3 separate regions of the Zea mays genome follow, and regions 1 and 3 are each linked to region 2. The links are chromatin contacts, called in public Hi-C maps. All regions are on one chromosome and are shown on one strand. Each heading gives the region's core, a stretch centred on a gene start, on an enhancer-like site or on the middle of the called end of the contact. The rest is flanking DNA. Distances are from core to core; before and after follow the strand shown. Region 1 holds the start of LOC100384016 (Mediator of RNA polymerase II transcription subunit 30). Region 2 has its middle 6.7 kb from the start of LOC109944512. Region 3 has its middle 36 kb from the start of LOC100501814.

Region 1 (2,700 bases), core at 31-2,530, 210 kb after region 2:
TACTAGCAACACACTATTATAACCTAGCCATTTGAACCCATAACTATCTGGAGTGGTTACCTTTAGATTATCTCTTTAATTGCAACTTTTTTTATCATTTTCTAAAAAATTCTATCATCCTAAATTCCAGCTCTCACAACGGTTCTTTGAATTCGATACACAGTCAACTATATTGTTAATATATTTTAAATTAGATTTTATTTTTGCATACGTATTTGTCATAGTTTTAAAGTGATACATGTTTAATTCGTACGTTAGAGTATTAAATATTTAGAGGGAAGAGAAAACAACCTAGATTAGAGGTGAAAGGATCTGCCTCTAGATTTATGGTGTGTTTGGTTTATGGAGTCACTCTATGCTTTATGATATGATGCATCATAAGTTCATTCCATCAATTTTGATGAAATCAACCTACTTCTCATGTACATACTAATTATTAGCTTACGAGGAATGTGGTGGTGATAGATCATCCCATTCTATTCCACAAACCAAATAAAAATTGAGGAGTGAGAAGAAGATGGATCACTTTATTCCTCAAATCAAACACACTATTGTTTATTAGGGTCAACAGTTCACTTGATTTTGATTCGTACCGGTTTCTACTGCTTGTACAGTATTTTTGTCTCTATGAATTATAGTTGCAACAGTTCAAACATCCGGCTTTAATATGAAGCGATAGCCTTAGGGTGTCTTTGAAGCTTCAGGGACAATCCTGGAGAGTCTTAAGGGGTGTTTAAATGCACTAGAAGTATTAGTTAATTGGCTACAAATTGTTAGTGGAATTAGCTAGCTAACAAATAGCTACCTAACTATTAACTAATTTACCAAAAAATAGCTATTATCTAGGAAGTTTGAATGTCTCAACTAATTTTAGTCATTAACTATTAGCTCTAATGCATTCAAACGTCCCTAAAAGAAGGTGTGGGTTCGGCTCACACCTTCTATCTTTTTTAACCTTACAATACAAACAATAGCCATCTGTTTAAGTTGATTCAACCTCTTGGTAATTTCTCATACAATATTATTCTTTAATTATCACACTAGCATACTATGAGATTTTAAAATTTTAAGGTTCGATCGCATCTATATTAAATTTAATAAAAACAGCTACCTCAGTATCATTAGCATGCACGTCACACAATAAATTGTACTAGCTGGATCCGGTCCGTGCAGGAAGAGAGTACTTGGGCTTTCAGGCGACCTGCCTCGGCCCATACCGGGCTTGGAAAGCGCTCTGGCATCACGCAACGCAACTGTGGCCAAATTACGCTGCTTGATGTCGAGCCTGTGGAGTGGCCCGGAAAGTGGGGTTTCGCCGGCGGGCTGAGAGGAGCGGTAGATTGGTGGCAGCGGCGACCTAGGGTTCCGGTGAGTGCATCCATGGCCTCCGAGGCGGCGCGACGGCGGCAGGAGGTGGCGGTGGAGGGGCAGCGGCACCTGGAGGAGACCATCGCAGCCGCGTTCCAGATCCTCGTATCCATGAACGACGAGCTCTGCAACGCCGGTCTCTGGTCCTCCTCTTCCGTATCGGCAGCAGCAGCTGCTGCCGCTTCCGCTGGCTCCCAGCACCACCAATCGGCTACTCCGCCGCCGCCACACTCTGCGGATTCCGACGCTGCCGACGCAGGGGGCGCACCCGGCCCTGGCGGGTCGCTCGACGAGGCGAGGCACCGCTACAAGTCAGCCGTGGTGGCGCTGCGGGACTCCATCTCTGCTGTGTCGTCCTGCCCTCAGGTGAGAGCTCGATGCAGCTTATGCTCCTGGCGCTTATGCGGAGAAGTGTTTTAGGCGCATTCTTCTGTGACGAAAGATGTCACTTCTGGTGTAAAAATCAGGGCATTGCCATTGCCTTGTAGAGGAGCCCAAAACAATTTCTTATTACGTGGTTGATTTGAGATATTTACAACGGTAACAACTCCAACTCTTGCAATGACATAGTGGCCATTCTTGTGGAGGGCCCAACAAATTTTCGTTTCCAAATCTTACAATTTTTTATTTAGATAGGTCCATATTTGGTGCCACAATTATAAAGATGAAATACTGATGTGAACTTGTGAAGTATGTGGTGCTACATTACGTTTTTTTAGAAAACAACCTTGGTTTGCTAAAAAGAACATCATTGGGGACCTATGATTGACTATTCCCACATTTGATGTCAGTACTCTGTTTTTTCTTTTTCTTTTTGAAGAAACATGATTACTGCATGCCGCATGGATTTAGATACTGTCTCAATCAAGACATTTTTTTGAAGAAACATTTTGGGTATGTTTCAAGTCAAGGCATGTGCCTAGCATCCAGTCAAAATGAAACATTTACCAGTCAAGCCTAACTTACTGGTTGATGAACCTTTTCCCACTGGCCCAACTTATGTCTGCTGCATTTATGCATGTCAAATGCACAGGGATGCTATTGACCAAAGTTTTAAAACGTGTCTGGGGAGAACTAATATGCCCAAGGCTTCTGGACTAAAGAGAAGCGGAAGGCGCCTAAGAAAATGGACGAAGGGAGTAATTATTAAGGACAAAGCCAACTGGTAATATCAACAAACATGGATTTTAATGAACTAGAACTTGCTTTTCACATTGTACATAGAAAATTGTTTATCTAACCTTAATCGGCCATAGCTGTAATTGGTGAAGCCTGATTTTTGCACACTGTTCAAGATAAAATTGGTTTGCCAATGCTAGTTGCATTTGATCT
Region 2 (2,700 bases), core at 4-2,503:
AGATTAATTAAGGTATAAATTTTAATGTGGCTTTCATGTCAAAACAGAGACACTAAATGATAAACAACAATTTTATAAATTATAGAATTTGGAATGGATTAATTTTGAGCTAAAATGAATTTAATATGAATTATATAAGTTCTTTGGAATTATTTTGGTATTAAAATTCAATTTCTTTAACTATTTATCTAAATAATCAATTCTCTGGACCGGGCGCACTATTATTAGAATGTGTAGGGGTCTCAGTATAAGTCTTCCCAAGACCCAGAATGACTGGCGCCAGGACCGCGGGTTGAATACCTAAAAGCATAGGGTCTCTTTAGTGAAATGGCATGGCGAAGAGATATGATGGATTCTGAGCCATCCGACCCAGACACAAGGGCCTAGATTAGACCTAGGCTATTACGAATCGGTACATAACGGGGCCACACGATTCATAATCTACGGTCAGGATTTAATGACTCGCGGATCTAATCTCTGCCACTTATTGCTCATCCTACGTTCCAGATGAGATCCCTACGAATCGGTATGCAAGAATTCATCCCGGTCGTCAGTCACAGGATCAACGGACCTACTGGTGTCTTCTTCCTCACGACTCCTAGACACCGACGTCCGCGCGCCATGATGGCGGACCTGCCCTGCACTCCCGCCGTATAAGCTAAAACATCAAAGGGGTGGTAACGGCGAGAAAATAATGGAGGCATACCGTGGCTCAGCCCAGGGACGAGCAGCGACGCACTACGGCAGTCCCACTCGATCTTCTTCGCGCGGTGATAACGCGGTGCCCTCCCAACGCTGTAAGCACAGGGAACACCCCCTGCGTCCAGCGCGAACTTGCCGATCTCCCTAGCCCGATGCCGAGGTCCGGTGACGCGCGTCACGGACAAGCTCCATCGTCATCTCTGACCGACAGTGAAACTCTCTCTCTCTCTCTCTTTCTCGGTTCTCTCTTTCCTGGATGCTTAGTGGGGGCGCTTGGCTTTGCCCGAGGTGGCCGACGGGCACCGAGTGGATGGGGTGGCTGCGGTGCCCTCCACCCCCCTTTATATTGCTGAAGCCTCGGACTTCAGCCAGAGGGAATCGAGTCCAGAGATGCGCGAGCAACGCGCGTCATCTGTTGAGAATGGCCAGGGGGAAGACGACGGGTTCTGTTGAAGGAGTCCGGTTAACAGGGCGGGCCCGCAGTCCAGTGATCAGAAGGGAGTGCTCTGCGTACGCGTGAGTGGAGGTCACGCAGACAGGTTGGTCCCACCTGTCACCCAGCAATCGTGACGCGGGGGACAACTGGGCTGACCAAGCGCGGGTTGGGCTGCGCAACGTGGAGCTGGGCCGACGTGAAAGGGAATTGGTGGGCCGCGCGAGTTGAGAGAATTTGGGTCAGCTGAGGATTCATGCCCAATACGGGTACATTCTCATTTCTTTTTTTATTTTCCTCTTTTGGTTTTCATTTTCAAATTTCAAGTTTGAATTCAATTTTGATTCATCTTTCTGTTTCAAATTTGAAACAGATTCCAACCCTAGTGTGTCATATAAATCCTACTATTTTCGGTATTATTACTTATTTATCATATCTCTTTAAGTTTAGAGGCATAATATATAATTCAATAGGAATGCTTGTTGTCAGAGAGGGAATTCTCCGGCCGGGTGGCGGAGTGCACCCGCCCTTAATCCTAAGATAAGGAAGGGGCTTAAGCGTTTTGCCTGTCCGGCTAAGCGATTACCGAGCACATGAACACGCGAGAGTTTAGAGTGGTTTGGGCCACCGAAGCGTAATACCCTACTCCACTGTGTGTTGGATTGTTGTGGAAGCTTGAGAGTTCAGAATCTAAGTTGGGTCTCAGTCTGTGTCTAAAACCTTGTGTTGTAACGTTGCATGCCTCCCCTTTTATAGCTAAGGGGGGCATGCACAAAGGTACTGAGCCCCGACATGTGGGCCCAGGATCATAACAGATGTAGCACTTGGAGCTACAAATGTTCGCCGCTAGAGCAATCTTCTTGCGCCTTGACATCCGAGATCTGTGTAGTATCGGCGTGCAGAGGAAGCTTCTCGTATAAGGGATGATGAGCACAGTGCGCCGAGCGGCACGGGCGCACTGTTTGATAATGGACTGGACAGGTGCGCCATCTGCAGGATGGCCCTGGCGCCGCCTGCCAGTGGAGTGGACAGGACACATTAAATGCTGAGGGGGCACATTGCCTGTCAGCAAGGTGGGTAGGCAGCGCGTCCTCTCCGCAATAAATGCAGAGACCACACGGCTTTAGAGGCCTTACGTTAGGCTCCGCTCGCTGGCTTATGTCACGGGCTACAAGCCACGCGACAGCAGTGGGTCTCCGCCTGAGCGGGGAGCGCAAGCGCACATGATAAGGCCTGGACACGTGTCAGCACCGGACCCTTGCTTACGCCAGGGTATCCCCTGTCCTGGGACCTTGTTGCGGTCCGGACCTTACTGGAAGGGATCTGGGCCCCATCCAAGGGACCCGGCATGCTTGTTTGGGAGTCCCGGGCCATAATTGGGGGTCCGGGTTGTGCGTACAGGGGTCCGGTGCTCCTTCGAGGAGGTCCGATCCAAATGATACATTCTGGGATGCATCATCTTTTCTCGCCACGTGGTGCCCCTTGAGCCGCCCACGTGGCGGGGTTGGGTGATGTTCACCGTGTGGCTAGGGGACATCGTACGAGCACCGCGTCTTCATACTGTA
Region 3 (2,700 bases), core at 128-2,627, 170 kb before region 2:
ACACCTATACAAAATATTGTAACAACAAAACTACTATTTGATCAACTCACATTATTGTTGCCAAGATACAACATTGGCCCATGAAGACTTGAACCAGATCAATTACATGCTAACTTATGTGGACACATGCATTGAGGCACCGAGTGTCCATGTATTGAGTTGTGGCAGACCCATTCACCTCCACTTGCTACAAAGAGATTCCATGCCTTACTATATTTGTTGGACTAAGCATAGAGAAATAGGAGTTCTAGAGGATGAAGAAGTGTAGCACCCAAAATCTTATATCGAGGGTTTATTAACGTTTCTCCAAGTTTTTGATTTAAAATATCTTTTAATAAGAATTTTGTTACCATTGAGAGTACGTATCCCAAAATAAAAGTAATAATAGAAATTAGGTATAATTTTCAAGCAAGAGTTAAACTCACGGAAGAAACAATACAGATTTTTCTATTGGGAAATACTTCCTTTACTAATATACATCTAGAGGCATTTATTTTAAATAAGAAAGAAATGAATAAACTTAAATTCTGCATTCATGCTGGAGTTTGTATTGTGCATTTATAATCGAATTGGAAATTTGGATTTCATTTAGATTTGAAAATGGAAAACAAAATAGGAAAAAGGAGAGAACAGGAAACTAAAAAGAAAAAGAAACAGAACCGACCTTGGGCCAAATTCCCTACTCAGCCCAACTCTCTACCCCTACCTTCCCCCCCTTCGGCCGCGTGGGCTATAGGCCAGCCCACTCCCTGTTTCCGGCGTCAACTCAAACCATGCGCATGCAGTGCCTCCTCTATGATTGATTGGTGGGCCCCACCATTGCTGGAACCCCCCCACATCGGGTGCGCCCATGGCGGCGGCTTTGTAACAGCTTGATCGGGCGTGCCACGGTCGCATGCATGCAACTACCAGGCGAATCTGCCCAGCCGGACTATAAAACCTCACGCTTGGCACTTCTTTTCCCCTCCCTACTCTGGTGAACGCCCAACTGTGCGCGTCGTGGTACTGCGCGGTCGTAGCTGGGTGTGGATGGATCGTCGGGTGCCGATTCGCCGCCGCCGCGCAAGTTGGGTTCCACCGTCGCCGTTTCCGTCCACTCTATCAGATGGGATCTGGCCTGGGTTCCACGCGGTTATAAAGGGTGGGGCGTCGGGGCTTTTGCTCCATTCTTGCGGCCGCCGGATCCTTGTGCCAGGATGGCCGAGCGCATGGCGCGTTGGGGAAGAAGACCTGGGGTGCGTCGGATCGGAAGGAAGTGCCAAGATTGGAACATGTGAAGCGCTTCGTTCGTGATCGTGGATCCTGGATCTAAGGACTAGTATGTCTTGCATGCATGGGGATCCTCGGTCGTCGGTTGTAGATCCAATTCTCAAGATTGCATACCGGTTTGATGAGGTAACGATCTAATCTGGGCCGCCCACTACATATCTTATGGCTAAGGTTTACCCATACCCTTTCACCGTGGGAATTTCGCTTAAAAGACCCTAGAAGATTACAGAATCAACCTGTCGTCCACGCGCGGTTGAAAACAGATACAAATAGGTCCCTAGAATTTGCAAATACGCCCTGGCTTCTTCAGAAATTAGGATTATATACAGAGAGCTCGGTTTAGTTATAAATCAATTACAGAAAATGATTTTTTAATATAAAAATAAATCCAGAAACTTGTTTAATACATAGAAAATTCATTTTAACTCCGAAATGACCCATTCTAGTGGCATTAATTTTGTTTTAATATTGTTTATCACCTAGTAACTCTGTTTAGACATAAAATGTCACACCCGGATTTAAGGGATGAAGTGGGATGTCTCTCATATGTGCGCCAAAGAAGAACAACACATATAATAACAGAGTGTATAGAGATAAATGTCACAATATCATAAAAGTAATTATTACATAGCGAAAGTCTTATGAAAATAAAAGATAAATATAAAGCGAACTAATGTCCGTCCTTGGCGCCATAAAGTCGACTAGGAGACGTCACCTAGATCAACTCGTATGCTTCATTGTAGGGCGGCTCCTCTTCAACCACATGCTCTTCACCTGTGGGGGGGGTTATTTATCGCAGGAGTGAGCTCACAAAAGATCATAGCTCAACAAGTTGTGGGGAATAATGTGCATGAACTCACCAAAGGTGGGAGTTCATGTGAGGTGTAGGGCTGATCAATAAATAAAGGTTAAAGCTGAGCATTGCTTTTATAAGTTGGTCAAAATTTTATTAGCATTTACTAAATTTAAGTGAATACCAAACCATGGTAATAGTAAATAAAAATAATAATAATCCAAATGCGATGCAAATGACAAATTGAATTTAATTTCATAAATTAATCATGTGAGTGTTCGAGCCGCTCATGACCGTGAGCATGGCTAGTATACCAGTTTTATACTCTGCAGAGGTTGCACATCTTTACCCACAAGTCGTGTTACCCATTTGCCATGGGGTTGATCGGACCCCATACACCTTTACCAAGGAAGCGAGGCAGGGTACTACTACGAGGCCTTTACAAAGTTCCACTAGCTTCAGAAAACCCGCTACAGTTTCTAGGAAGCTCCAATGCAGGGACCCCTCGCCTGACCGCCATCGCAGCAAAATCAACCCAAGGGCCTCCCACACTGACCACTCCCCTACTGTCGTTGCCTCTATTAGGTAAGGTGCTTGTTGGGGACTTGTTCTCAAATGCTATGAGTTAAGAACAAGGC

Evidence for each region. A called contact is a pair of places that touch in the nucleus more often than the background predicts.
Region 1: a contact with region 2 is called in a Hi-C map of leaf, with 6 times the contacts expected there. The contact joins the promoter of LOC100384016 here to the enhancer-like site in region 2. A contact is called at or near these places in 3 of 25 Hi-C or Micro-C datasets (ear, leaf and tassel).
Region 3: a Hi-C map of leaf shows a contact between it and region 2, with 4 times the contacts expected there. The contact joins two enhancer-like sites. A contact is called at or near these places in 5 of 25 Hi-C or Micro-C datasets (bundle sheath, ear, leaf and 1 more).

Annotation. Positions count from the first base shown.
Region 1 is chr2:72,634,947-72,637,646 of Zm-B73-REFERENCE-NAM-5.0, forward strand. LOC100384016 (Mediator of RNA polymerase II transcription subunit 30) reads left to right here and starts at 1,281. Exons shown (of 3, transcript NM_001176627.1): 1 at 1,281-1,734. The coding sequence starts at 1,381.
Region 2 is chr2:72,423,283-72,425,982 of Zm-B73-REFERENCE-NAM-5.0, forward strand. No RefSeq gene overlaps it. Among protein-coding and RNA genes, the nearest start is that of LOC109944512, 6.7 kb to the right of the region's middle. Within about 2 kb of position 1,254, at least 18 of the 20 cell types and tissues checked have an H3K27ac peak or open chromatin away from gene starts, as enhancers often do. A contact at or near this core is called in bundle sheath, ear, leaf and 1 more, where this site is marked.
Region 3 is chr2:72,253,109-72,255,808 of Zm-B73-REFERENCE-NAM-5.0, forward strand. No RefSeq gene overlaps it. Among protein-coding and RNA genes, the nearest start is that of LOC100501814, 36 kb to the left of the region's middle. Within about 2 kb of position 1,378, at least 19 of the 20 cell types and tissues checked have an H3K27ac peak or open chromatin away from gene starts, as enhancers often do. A contact at or near this core is called in bundle sheath, ear, leaf and 1 more, where this site is marked.